2 separate regions of the Mus musculus genome follow, and region 2 is linked to region 1. A link is a contact called in public Hi-C data. All regions are on one chromosome and are shown on one strand. Each heading gives the region's core, a stretch centred on a gene start, on an enhancer-like site or on the middle of the called end of the contact. The rest is flanking DNA. Distances are from core to core; before and after follow the strand shown. Region 1 has its middle 45 kb from the start of Gm40242. Region 2 has its middle 12 kb from the start of 1700057H15Rik.

Evidence for each region. Hi-C and Micro-C count contacts between places; a contact is called where the count stands out from the background.
Region 2: a contact with region 1 is called in a Hi-C map of cerebral cortex, with 1.8 times the contacts expected there. The contact joins two enhancer-like sites. A contact is called at or near these places in 1 of 39 promoter capture datasets (hippocampal neurons), 2 of 484 Hi-C or Micro-C datasets (cerebral cortex and epidermal suprabasal cells), 3 of 115 datasets of contacts at active chromatin or transcription factors (astrocytes, embryonic basal ganglia and embryonic stem cells) and 1 of 9 other capture datasets (embryonic stem cells).

The regions. Positions count from the first base shown.
Region 1 is chr4:124,224,028-124,229,995 of GRCm38.p6, reverse strand. No RefSeq gene overlaps it. Among named protein-coding and RNA genes, the nearest start is that of Gm40242, 45 kb to the left of the region's middle. Within about 2 kb of position 1,260, at least 12 of the 459 cell types and tissues checked have an H3K27ac peak or open chromatin away from gene starts, as enhancers often do. A contact at or near this core is called in cerebral cortex, where this site is marked.
Region 2 is chr4:124,494,487-124,500,448 of GRCm38.p6, reverse strand. No RefSeq gene overlaps it. Among named protein-coding and RNA genes, the nearest start is that of 1700057H15Rik, 12 kb to the right of the region's middle. Within about 2 kb of position 2,223, at least 6 of the 459 cell types and tissues checked have an H3K27ac peak or open chromatin away from gene starts, as enhancers often do. A contact at or near this core is called in cerebral cortex, where this site is marked.

The DNA of each region.
Region 1 (5,968 bases), core at 11-2,510:
AACACTAGCCTTGGTTGCATGGTGAATGTGGATTATAGTCTGGCTTAGAGGAAGACCCTGCCACAAAAGAGTCAACTTCTGAGACAGGGGCATGGGGAACACCTGCAGTAATGGAAAGTTACTGGGATGGCTGCTGGCGCTGCAGGTATTCATTTGGGACAGCAGATTGACGGAGGTAGCAGGTTTTGAAGAATAATGTTTCCATACTCAAGTGGATGTCGTCAGGTGGGCATGCATCCAACAGGTGTTGGGGGCACTGGAGCTTGGGGAAAATTCCATCCTGAGAAACAGGTTGAGGATTTACAGAAACGGGGGGCAACTGAAGTCAGGGGAATTGGGGTGGGGTGGGGGAGCACAGAAAGAATGCAAAGCACACTTGACAAGAGGGGAGAAGCCACGCCTGGAGATAGGAAGACCACAGCTTCGTATGAATAGAGAGGGGTTCCCATCGCCTGCCCCCTTGGTCCCAGGCCCTGTTCCTCTACCTTCAACGGTCTAGAAACCATTGCTAGTAAGAACATATAGAAAGCAGAGAACCTGCCTATTTTAATCTTCACTTTAGTTGAACTCAGGGATGAGTATTTTCTTTTTCATTCATAAATACGCCCCATGCTTAACAGGGCCCTGGAATATAAGTGCTTTATAAATATTTGTTGAATGAGTGAATTGATTAATGGATCTTTAAGAACTATTTGGAGAAAGCATTATAATAGCTTTAAATATGGAGCGGAACTACTGAGAGGATCAGGGTGAGCTTGAGGGCCATCTGGAATGTTCCCCAGGGGACGAAATTATACAAAACAAAACGTTGTCTCCCATAGCGCAGAGCAGCCTTGGCATAGCCCACACCACACGGGGTGATATTTAAGGAGAAGCATTGGATACAAAAGGAAGCCAGTTAGAGTAGGCACCGTGGCTCCAGGTCACAGGTAGATGAAGCTTCGTGGAATAGAGCCAAAGAGCCAAGAGGAAATGGAAATTATTGGATGTACTTAAGAAAACCTCAAGTCATCAAAATAGAAGGTCTGCATTATTGAAGCTATATTTGAGAAGTGAGACAGACGGCCCTCGGGAGAATATTGGGTGATGCCAAATCAGCAACTTAGCAGCCCTGGCCCTAGAAACCGGCTCCCTTCGGCCCTTCTCCTGACCCTACAAGCGAGATCGGAAAGCTCCAGCAACGTTGGTCTCCTCCTGCACAACCAGACAGAGCACAGAGGGCGAAGCTCCCTGAAGGGGAACCTCCTACGCCTACCTCGACTTAGCCCGCTCAAGTACACGCAGAGCGCCCCCTGCCGAGCGTATGGTGTTTAATCATGAAAAAGGACACCCTAGAACAGAAATTCCTTGGATCATTCGCATGTAGAGCCCCTCTGTGGGACCCAAAAGGTAAAGGCGAAGCTAAAAGAGGAGCTTGGGAAGACACAAGACTCTGGTTTCCACAGATAAGCAATTTGCTCATCAGGAATCCTACCCCCGACCCCTACTTGTCCTTGCCCTACAATCCAACTAAGAGGCTAGAACAAAAGATTAATAGAAGCTAAAAAAATGTCATGTTCTTCTGTGCTGCGTGTGGACTAAGCCATCACTGCTTTGGCCACACGTCTTCAGAGACTTCTGGGCACAGTGTATTATTTAAAGTTGTTCGTTCCAGCCCGACTTCCAAATGGTCTCAGCGTGAATCTGAGCATTCCGCTCACACATTTCTTGGCTTCTTCGCAGTGTTTTGTCACTTCAGTTGGTTTTAGAAAGTGTCCCCTTCCCCCACTAGATGGGAAAGACTAAAGTCTGACGTAGTCGGTGAGAACCCACCAGGAAGAAAGTGACCACTCAGGGTCCTGTGAAATAATAGAAGAGTATAAAAATGAACCAAACTGGGGGTGGGGGTGGGGGTTGGGAAGACGTAACGTGGGAAGTGACCTGGAAAGATGGGCGCGGAGGTCGGTCAAGTGGTATCTCTATGAAAATGAGTATTCTAACTTTGTTTTTGGTTGATCCACATTTTTAATTTTTCCTTCATTGGGAAACTATGTTATATCGATACATTAATGTGGCATTAATAGAAACACATTGGTAGTTATCACATAATTACTAACTATAGCATCCAATTAAATGTTATTTTAAGAGGGAGAAAATATAATAAAGCTATTTTAATAAAAAATTTTAAATTAATGAGACCTAAGGTAAGATTTCTTACATGCAGAAAAAAAATGTTTCCTCAGTTGTGATAAAAGATGCATACATTTTACCATTCTAATCATTTTAATGTGAATTTTTGTGTGTGTAATTCAGCGGCATTCAGTGTATCCTCCCAAAGCTGCTCAAAGACCACCACTACCACTACCACCACCACCAATTTCTACAAAGATTTCTTCTCTCATCTCAGCTCTTGGTGAGCTGCCTTCTACTTCCTATCTGAAGTCTCCCATTCTACGCAGCCCCTGTAAGTAGACTCTCAGTGCACTGTACAGATCCTTCGAGCAGAGAAATGCTTTCCAGAGTCGTCTTCGTGCATCAGAATGCCGTTTTTTTCAAGCTGAAGGGTGTTGCATCTTGTGCTAATTTCTTCTTCTCTTCAGTTATCCACTTGATGGACACTCTGTGTGTGTTACGCGTACCGCCACTGTCACATGGGTGTGGAGGTGTCTGTGTGTGCCCTACTTTCAGTTCTTTTCAGTGTGTACCTAGCCAAGAAACTGCTGAACTTACAGTAATTCTTTGTTTAATCGCCATACTGCTTTCCGCAGCGGCTGGACTGTTTCATACGGCATGCGCTGGGGCTCCAATTTCTCCACATCTCTGCTGTCAATGCTTGCTAATTTCCTTTTTAAAAATTAAAAAAATTAACATTTGTTTATGTAGGTGGAAGGAGATTAAAGTGTATGTGTGGCGTGTTGTACATGTGGAGGGCAGAGAACAATGTGTCCGAGTTAGCTCTCTTTATCCATGGTGTGAGTTCCAGGAATCAATTTCAGGTTGTCAGACTTGACAGCAAGTGATCTCACCTGCTGAGCCATCTTGCAGACCCCCAAATTTTAATTTTTTTAAAATATTTGCCTACCTAGCAGGTGTGACATAACATTTCTGTGTGGTTTTAATTCTCATCTCCTTAACGACAACTGATACCTTATGTCTTATACTTTTTGACCATATCTTTATCTCCTGTGGGGAAATGTCTTTGGTTGTAGTAGGCTGTTTTATTGTTACTGAGTTATTCTAAATACTAATCCATAATCTACCACCAAACTATATCCCTAGATCTGTTTTATTCTTTTCTTAATTTCGAGGCAGTCCTGGAACCTGAGATCCTCCTGCCTCAGAGCCTTAAGTGCTGTACCATAGATTCTGAGTCACTCTCTAATGTTCTTTGCTGCACAAAAGTTTTGAATTCTGGTGGAGTCCAATTAGTCTCATCTGTCCTTGGATGTGGCACTTCTGGAGTCAGACCCAAATCTGGTGTCATGAACATTATTTTGCTTTCTGCCATCTTACAGTTGGAACTTTTAAGCTTAGGGTTTTGTTGTTGTTGTTGTTACTCATTTAAAATTAATCTTTATATGTGACATAAAGTTAGGATCCATCTTTTTAGAAGGATTTTTATCTTATTTTATTTAAAATTACATGTATTTATTGTGTGTGTGTGTGTGTGGGGGGTTACATGTACATATGCCATGGTACATATGTGGATGTCAGAGGACAACTTTCAAGAACTGGTTCTCTCCTTCTGCTGTGTGAATCCTGGGAATCAAACTAAATCAAGTCCCAAAGCTTGGCCGCAAGCACCTTTATTCAATGAGCCATCTCATCGGCCCCCACTCTTGTCCTTTCCCATGCGACTATGTAAGCCAAAAGAGCCAAGCCATTTGTTGAAAAGGCTGTCCTCTCCCCTGTCAGTGGTCTTGGCCCTGATGAAACTCTCACAGGCTTTGAGAGAATGGCAACAGATAGCGATGCACTCTGCAGCCACACGCGAACAATGAAATCACCATGCCTGTGTGTCTATGACGGAGGGAAAGTGGCGAGCCTGTGTTTATGCAGGACTTCACTGTGTGAGGCAGCAGCTTGAGGTAAATGAGACAGTCCACACTGGAGCTGGGATGGGCTTGGCTCTGCGGTTCACAGGGTGTGTAACGTGTCTCAAGTCGCCTCACCTGCACAGGCCTCAGCTTCCTCATCTGTACAATGGAACCCGTACTGTTCGATTCCTAGGTGAGGAGATTGCCATAACACTCAGCGCACGGTAACTCTGGTGCATAATAGCTACAGCACCCATTACACCATTATTAAGATCATATTATGGAGTGGCTTAGATCTCATTATGTCTGTGATTCCCACATTAACCCCGTGAGGTAAGCGAGGTGATAATCGCAGCCTCATTACAGGGATAATGTCAGGCTTGGAATATATTTTGCTGGACTGGGATCACGTGACAAGGCAGAAAAAGGCACCTGACTTCCCACCATCCATAAAAGGGACAGTGCTGTGAAGAGAACAGCTGTATGGAGACCTGGCTCTCGGTGCAGCCTTCCTTCTCTGAGAAATGTTTGTGATGATTCATCCTTAAAACGCCATGTGTTACCATTCCCTGCAGCCTCACGCTGGTAAACTTGACCAGTGTGCAGAGAAGCTCTGGTTCTGTCAGGGACCCAGAATTCAAGGCAAGACCAGGGACAGATACCAGTTGCCCCATTCAGAGCTAAATCTCACAGAATCACAATGGCCATCATTAGTAATTACAGATGGCTTCAAGGTGCAACGGTGAACTCACTCCTGCAACACCCTCTCCTAAGTATACAGACCCAGGGAAGTAGGTACTGACTGCCTCCATTGGGCTAGCCTCCTCTTACTGCCTCCAGTGAGATAGCCTAGTCTCCTCTTAGTCTCTCCAGTGGGCTAGAGAACCCTCTAAATCCTGCCTTCAGGAGACAGAAAGGAAGAGCAGAGACTTGGAAAGATGGCTGCTTAAATTCTTTAAGTTGATGGTTACACAGTCTCAGAGACAGAAGACGGACAAGATGTGATAGGACTGTGCGTACTGAAGGCAAAAAGCCCAAAAGCAGGGAGTTGGAAATGAGAAATGGTGTGTGTGTGTGTGTGTGTGTTTGTATGCTTGTGTGCACACATTAGTGTGAGTGTGTGTGTTATATCTATAGTGTATGTGTGGGCATAGTATGTGTATGTGTGGTGTGTCTATGGTGTATGTGCATGGTATGTGTGTGTGTATATATATATATATTTGTGTGTGCATATATGTGTCTGTGTACATCATCAATGGTGTATGTATGGGTATGGTTTCTGTATGTATGATATGTGTTTGTGAGTGGGTGTGTTTGAGAGAGACAGAGAAAGACAGAAGGAGACTTATACCTAATGTCCCCCACATGCCTCTGTCACTGAGCTACATCCCTAGCTTGCTTGCTTTTTATTTTGAGTCCAGTTCTTACTAAATGACTCAGGCTGGCGTTGAACTCACTCGACAGCCCAGGTATGCTTTAAATGTAATTCTCCTACCTTGGCCTCCCAGGTAGCAGAGATTGGAGTCCTGCAGCACAGGCCCTGGCAGGGACTCTGAGTGAGAGCGACGGTGAATGAGTTCCTAAACAGTTTCTTGTGAAACTTCTATTACACAGCTCCTGTCAATCAAGGCCAGATTCCTATGTTCCTCCACCACCATGACCTCTTGACTGTTTCCAACCAAACCCAGTATCTTTAGACTCTCTGGACTGAGTCTTCAGCATGCAAAGCCACTCCCCTGTCTTCAGGCACTAAAGGGAAACACAGCCTTCCTGGTGTAATAATGGGATGGATGAAGAAGCTATAAATTTATTTGGATTTACGACCTGGCTCTCTCCCTCACTTCCATCTGTGCCAAACCGTCCAGGGCTGCTTCTGATTGATCGTCTGTGGAAGGAGTACATTACTGCAAGGTGCATGTTCTCACCCAAGTGCTTTCAGCGAGACCGTGGGA
Region 2 (5,962 bases), core at 974-3,473, 270 kb before region 1:
ATCCCTTTCCAACAATGTCCTAGGATGAGGCCCATTATATCCCAAACAGGCTTACTGAGTTGGTGCTCCTTTTCCTCTAGGGAGGCTGTTGGGTAGCCGCTTCCTAGAGCCTTCTCTCATACTGAATTGTAGTATTCAGGAGGAACTCTCATAAGACTCAGGAAATTCCTGAAATGTACAGGATCGACAAAACCTGGTTCTAACTTTATAAAAGTTTTTGTTTGTTTGTTTTTGTGTTTTTGGTTTTTTGTTTTTTAAATGTTGGAGGGAGGAGGCTCTCAGTGGAACTTCCTACAGGTTATGGAAGGAGAGCTTGGGATACAGTTTTCATGAGTAAGAGAAAGACCCAGACTGGAACAGATTTTCTGGTCAGATCAAATATCTTTGTGTCAGCCATGCTTTTCGAAGTGACCCCTCATCTATGCTTCTTTAAGTAGCCTTATAGATACATTGGTGCAGTAAGCTAGGCTTGGGTGGGGTTGCTTCTTTGGTTGGTTCTTAGTGCCCTGTGTAAGGTAAATAGACACTTGCTTATGTCTCCACAGGAAAAGGATCATATACACATGTGCAAGTGCACACACAGTCACACAGATACACGCACATCTTTAATATACAATAAATCTATACAGATATATTTTTCTTCCTACTATACAAGTAGGAGTCACCAGATAGGTCTGTGGACATTAAGTGTGATAATTGAAATACTGACAACAATACAGAAAAACTTTTCAGGTCACATATTGAGATTTTTGTCAGTGCTGAGAGTTCTGTAGACGCCTACATCTCATGTCTAGATGTATACACAATGGCAAAGTCATGTTGCCTGTGCTAACCACAGGATATGCCTTGATTCCCAGCAGTAGAAGACGTGAGATAATCCTCAGAATGTGTTATATGTGCTGACTTAGAAAGATATTCATGACATTGTTAAATGAAAAATTGCAAATAAGTTATGTGTATATGTACACACATAAACACACGTACACAATTTTTTTTTGAGACAGGAACTCTATATAATCCTCCTGTCTTGGAACTCCCTATGTAGACCAGACTGGCCTCAAATTCACAGAGATCTGCTTGCTTCTGTTTCCTGGGATTTTATCCGGCTTGGCTTATGTATTCATACATACCCTCCACACCAGTTTTGTTTTTGTTTTTGTTTGGTTGGTTTGGTTTTTCAAGACAGGGTTTCTCTGCGTAGCCCTGGATGTCCTGGAACTTGTTCTATAGACCAGGATGGCCTTAAACTCACAAAGATCTGCCTGATTCTGCCTCCCAATGCTGGGATTAAAGGAGTATATTACTCCCATCCAGCTAAATTCAAGATCTCCTGTCTTAGCCTTTTGAGTACTGGGGTTACAGGTTTGTGTCACTATGGCCAGTGAGACATTTTTTTTAAAGCCTTAAAGTCTATATAAATGTGTGTATGTGTGTTTACAGACATAGAAAAATCTCTAAAAGGGCAAACTTTAAACTGTTAGTGGTAGCAATCTTAGGGTTACATGACTATGGAGAAAGGGAACATGTTTCCCATATTTCTAGGCTTGCATTTCATACCATAAGCGCATATGGTTTATCTACATTTTTACATCTATGACTTCTAAAGAATGTTTAACATGCAATGCCAAGGACAAATGGTAGGATTCAAAATGCTTATACACGGTGGTCACGACTTGGCAGAAGCAGGAACCCAGGGAGAGGATGTCCTAGAAGAGTCAGGAAGCTACAGAGTGGTGTCCAAGGAGAATTCTCTCACCCTTCCAGAAAACTGGGGCATCTTGAATTTCTCCTAGTACCTCCTCCGTTCCTCCCCCAGCCTGTGTTCCCATCATTTAGAAGTGGCAGTGGGTATCAACTATTCAATTATTTTCAAATAGTTGAGCCTGGATCTGGATTGAATAAATCACATTGATGCCAATTTCCAGGGAAGCCCTTTCATATTTTATGATTCGCCCCCCACCTCTCCCCTGCCTGCCTTGTGCTCCTGTTAATGAACCAGGAGACTGCGAAGGCTGCTCGGACGTCCCCACTGTTAAACCCCACGTGGAGATGCGGCTGCAGAAAGCACTGTAGTTCTGGGTTTTTTCCTTTCCCTCTTCGACATCCTGGGGAAATTGATATGCAGGCAGGATTACGCTTTGTTTAAAGCTCAGCCCTGGCTTCTGAAAGAATACATTATCCAAATCGGCGCATGCGGTTGAAATTCTGCAAAACTCACTCGTGTCACTTGTGGCTTGCCAATGAGATGTCCAGCCAAGTCTCAGGCAGCACGAATGCTCTGCGCGAGAGAGAATAACTGTGGAAACTTACCCAGGAGGCACTGCGGGAGTCAATCATTTATTGGACTGGGGATGCAAGGTTGGCCGGGCCAAGTACCTCTACTACCCATGAGAACACTGATGGGCCACTAACGCCCAGTCAGGGGACTGTCTCTGCTTCATTCCCCTTTCCTGTTTCTTTAAAATTAAGATTTGTTTAAAGATCAGATTGAATGGGGACATGGAAAACAGAGCCCCCAATGCCCCACCCGTTTCTTTCTTTTTGTGAACTGATTGTTAAAGAATTAGTTCCATTTTGGAGGGTGGAGTTGTGGGAACACAAGAGTCGGAGCTAGGCTTAACCATGTGACTTCCAGCATCTCTGTGCATCTTGTCTGTCAGGAGGAGAGTCAGAGGGAACCCACTCATTGGTGACAATTTGGGACCACTGAGGTTTGCCCCACTTGCTCTTTAAATGTTAGGGTTTTAATGATTTAGGAACCAAAAGAATAACTAAGGAGCCTAGCAGTCATTATCTCAAATAATGAGACTTTTTAATGCAAAATCAATGTTTGTTATAATGAAAATAGATTCCTCAGCTCCTGCAGGGCCAAATGTACAAATCTTTTTCTGCTGTTAAATAAAATGTGACGGCTCATTTTCAGGACGGTGGTGAGCATTTTTATTCAAGAGTAAAAATAAAATGTCAGAACTTATTTACTTTTATTAAGTGCTTATTCGCAATCAGACGCTCTGATCAATATCTAATTGGAGGTGGGGAAACAGAAAATCATTTTCATGGCAACTTGAGAGGAAGAAAGGAGGAAAGGAAGAGAGGAAGGAAGGAAGGGAAGGGAAGGGAAGGGAAGGGAAGGGAAGGGAAGGGAAGGGAAGGGAAGGGAAGGGAAAAGAATGAAGAGAAAGCCACTTAGTATAATTTTAATTACAATAGCAAATGCTCTTCAAGTGGATGCTTCATGTCCAGCCTGAGTTCTGGACTCAAGTTTTGTCCCAATATAGTAACCTGCTGTGCAGTGACCTTCAATGGTCTCTTTGCAGGTGATGAAACTGAGCCTTCTAGAAGACAATAATTGCCAGGGTTTCTGGTGAGGCAACACTAAGTCTGTCTGAGCACTGAATCCTAGCTCTTGAGCTACCTGTCCATTTTCTCCATACCTAACCCCACATTTGACATTTTTGTTTCATTTTAAAAACACTTACTTACTTATTTATATAAGTACCATAGAATTCACATGGAATTCAGGTGGCATCCTGCAGTAGTCAGGCCTCTCCTTCTGTCATGTGGGCCTTGGGGACGACTCAGGAGCAGGTGCCTTCCCTGAGCCATCCTACAGCTGTTTTGCTAGTTTGTTTCATGAGTTTGACCTTTTGAAACAGGGTGGGTCTTGTGCTTATTGCAGGCTGACTTCAAACGTGGGATCCTTTTGCCTCAGCATCTCAAAGACAGATATTACATGCCCAGCATTTATGCTTTCTTTCAATTAATTTGTGTTTGTGTGTGCACATGTGTGCATGAGTGTGTGTGTGTGTGTGTGTGTGTGTGCGTGCGCGCGCGCGCGTGCATCCCTGCAGTGTGTATGTGTGTGCATGTGAATATCCCTTCCGTGTGTACCTGTGTACATCCCTGTAAAAATCAGTTTTGGTTTCCCACTTTGTTGAGACAGGTCTCTCTTTCTGCAGAGGCCCACAGGTCAATCTGATGGAGGCAATTAGTGGAGGTTTGCTCATCCGGGGAAACTTTATATCAAGTTAACAAAATGTACCCAGCACATTTTGTGACATTCTCAGTTTATGTGAGAAAACTCTGTACAGAGAACTTCCATTTTTAGGCTCACTTCTCTGATGTAGTGGATCTGTAACCTATCGGGAAAGACCGAAATGTTAGAAGGGAGTTGAAATTCTAGCCTTTTGCTGGCTACCGAGTGCCTTGGGAAACCCTCCACACCCTCTGTGAGAGTCTAGATCTCATAATGATCTTTGATTTTAAAATGATATCACTTCAAAGAAGAGCCTCTGGGTATGAACCACATGTGTACATGGATGCCAACGGACAGTCTAGGGTGTTGTTCCTCAGGTAGCATCTATTTATTTCTTAAGACAAGGTCTCTCCCTGGGACTGTTTCCACTATCCCAAAGATGGGGCTACAGATACATATACCACCACTCTGCCCTTTTTATGTGGATTCTGGGTCTTGAACCCAAGACTTCTTGTTTGTAAGACAAATACTTTACTGACTAAGCTTTTTCTCAGTCCCAGGAAGAACCTTAGTGATAGACTCTTCACCTGGAAGTGTAAGCAGAAAGAAACCCTTTCCTCCTCAAGCTGCCTGGTAATGGTACCTGTCTTAGTCAGGGTTTCTATTCCTGCACAAACATCATGACCAAGAAGCAAGTTGGGGAGGAAAGGGTTTATTCGGCTTACACTTCCATACTGCTGTTCATCACCAAAGGAAGTCAGGACTGGAACTCAAGCAGGTCAGGGAGCAGGAGCTGATGCAGAGGCCATGGAGGGATGTTACTTACTGGCTTGCCTCCCCTGGCTTGCTCAGCCTGCTCTCTTATAGAACCCAAAGACTACCAGCCCAGAGATGGTCCCACCCACAAGGGGCCCTTCCCCCTTAATCACTAATTGAGAAAATGCCCCACAGCTGGATCTCATGGAGGCACTTCCCCAACTGAAGCTCCTTTCTCTGTGATAACTCCAGCTTGTGTCAAGTTGACATACAAAACCAGCCAGTACAGTATTCCATCACAGCAAAAGAAACCCTAACTCAGGCACCACAATCCTACCTCTTACCACCCCTATGAGGTCATTTCTGTCATTATTCACATCTGCATTTAGCAGAGAAAGAAGCCACGAGTTTGATTTATGAAGCTACTTACCTAAGGCCATAAGTAAACAATGGAGCATAATTTGGCACCTGGAAGCCTAAATTTAAACCTCAGCCGTTAATCACGTTTTTACACCTGTTACGGTGCAAGGCCTATTGACTTTCACCTGCAAACCCCATCTCAAACCCAACTCCTTGTCACCTCCATGACTACAATTCTGGGTTCAGATTCTTCCAAGAATCTTTGAACTAGTTTCTCCCACATTTATTCTTGCTTCTCTATCCTTCTGTACCCACACATTCTTAAAAAAAAAAAAAGCAATCTGTGGGATTCCTTAAAAAAAAAAAAAAAACAACCCATCAGCTCTATTGAGATACAATTTACATACAATAAGTTTCTTTGGTTTTAAATGTACAATTCAGTGAATTTTGACAAATGCAAACAGTCAAGTTCACACATTCAAGATATAGAATGTCTCCAAGGATATGTGTGTGTGTGTTTAATAAACTTGAAATCAAAAAATGTCACTCTTCTGCCCAGCATGTTCAAAGGGTTCCCATCTCTCTTAAGTGACAGTCAACATTCTTACAGTGTCTCCTGGGGTCATGATGAAAGACAGGCTGTTGTAGGTTTGCAAAATGATTTTTTTTTCCCCTAGGGCACGAAGGAAGACTCTATTTGTATTCCTTGCGTATAGGTAGGAATGTGTGGCTAGCTCCGGACATTAGAAGTGGTTAGCAGCAATGTCTACACCTTTCAGACTTGGGTCTACATCCTTAGAAAAATGCCTGATGTTTCTCTCCTGCTTGATTCAAAGTTCCCAGGGAGTATGTTAAGTTTGAAGAATCTTA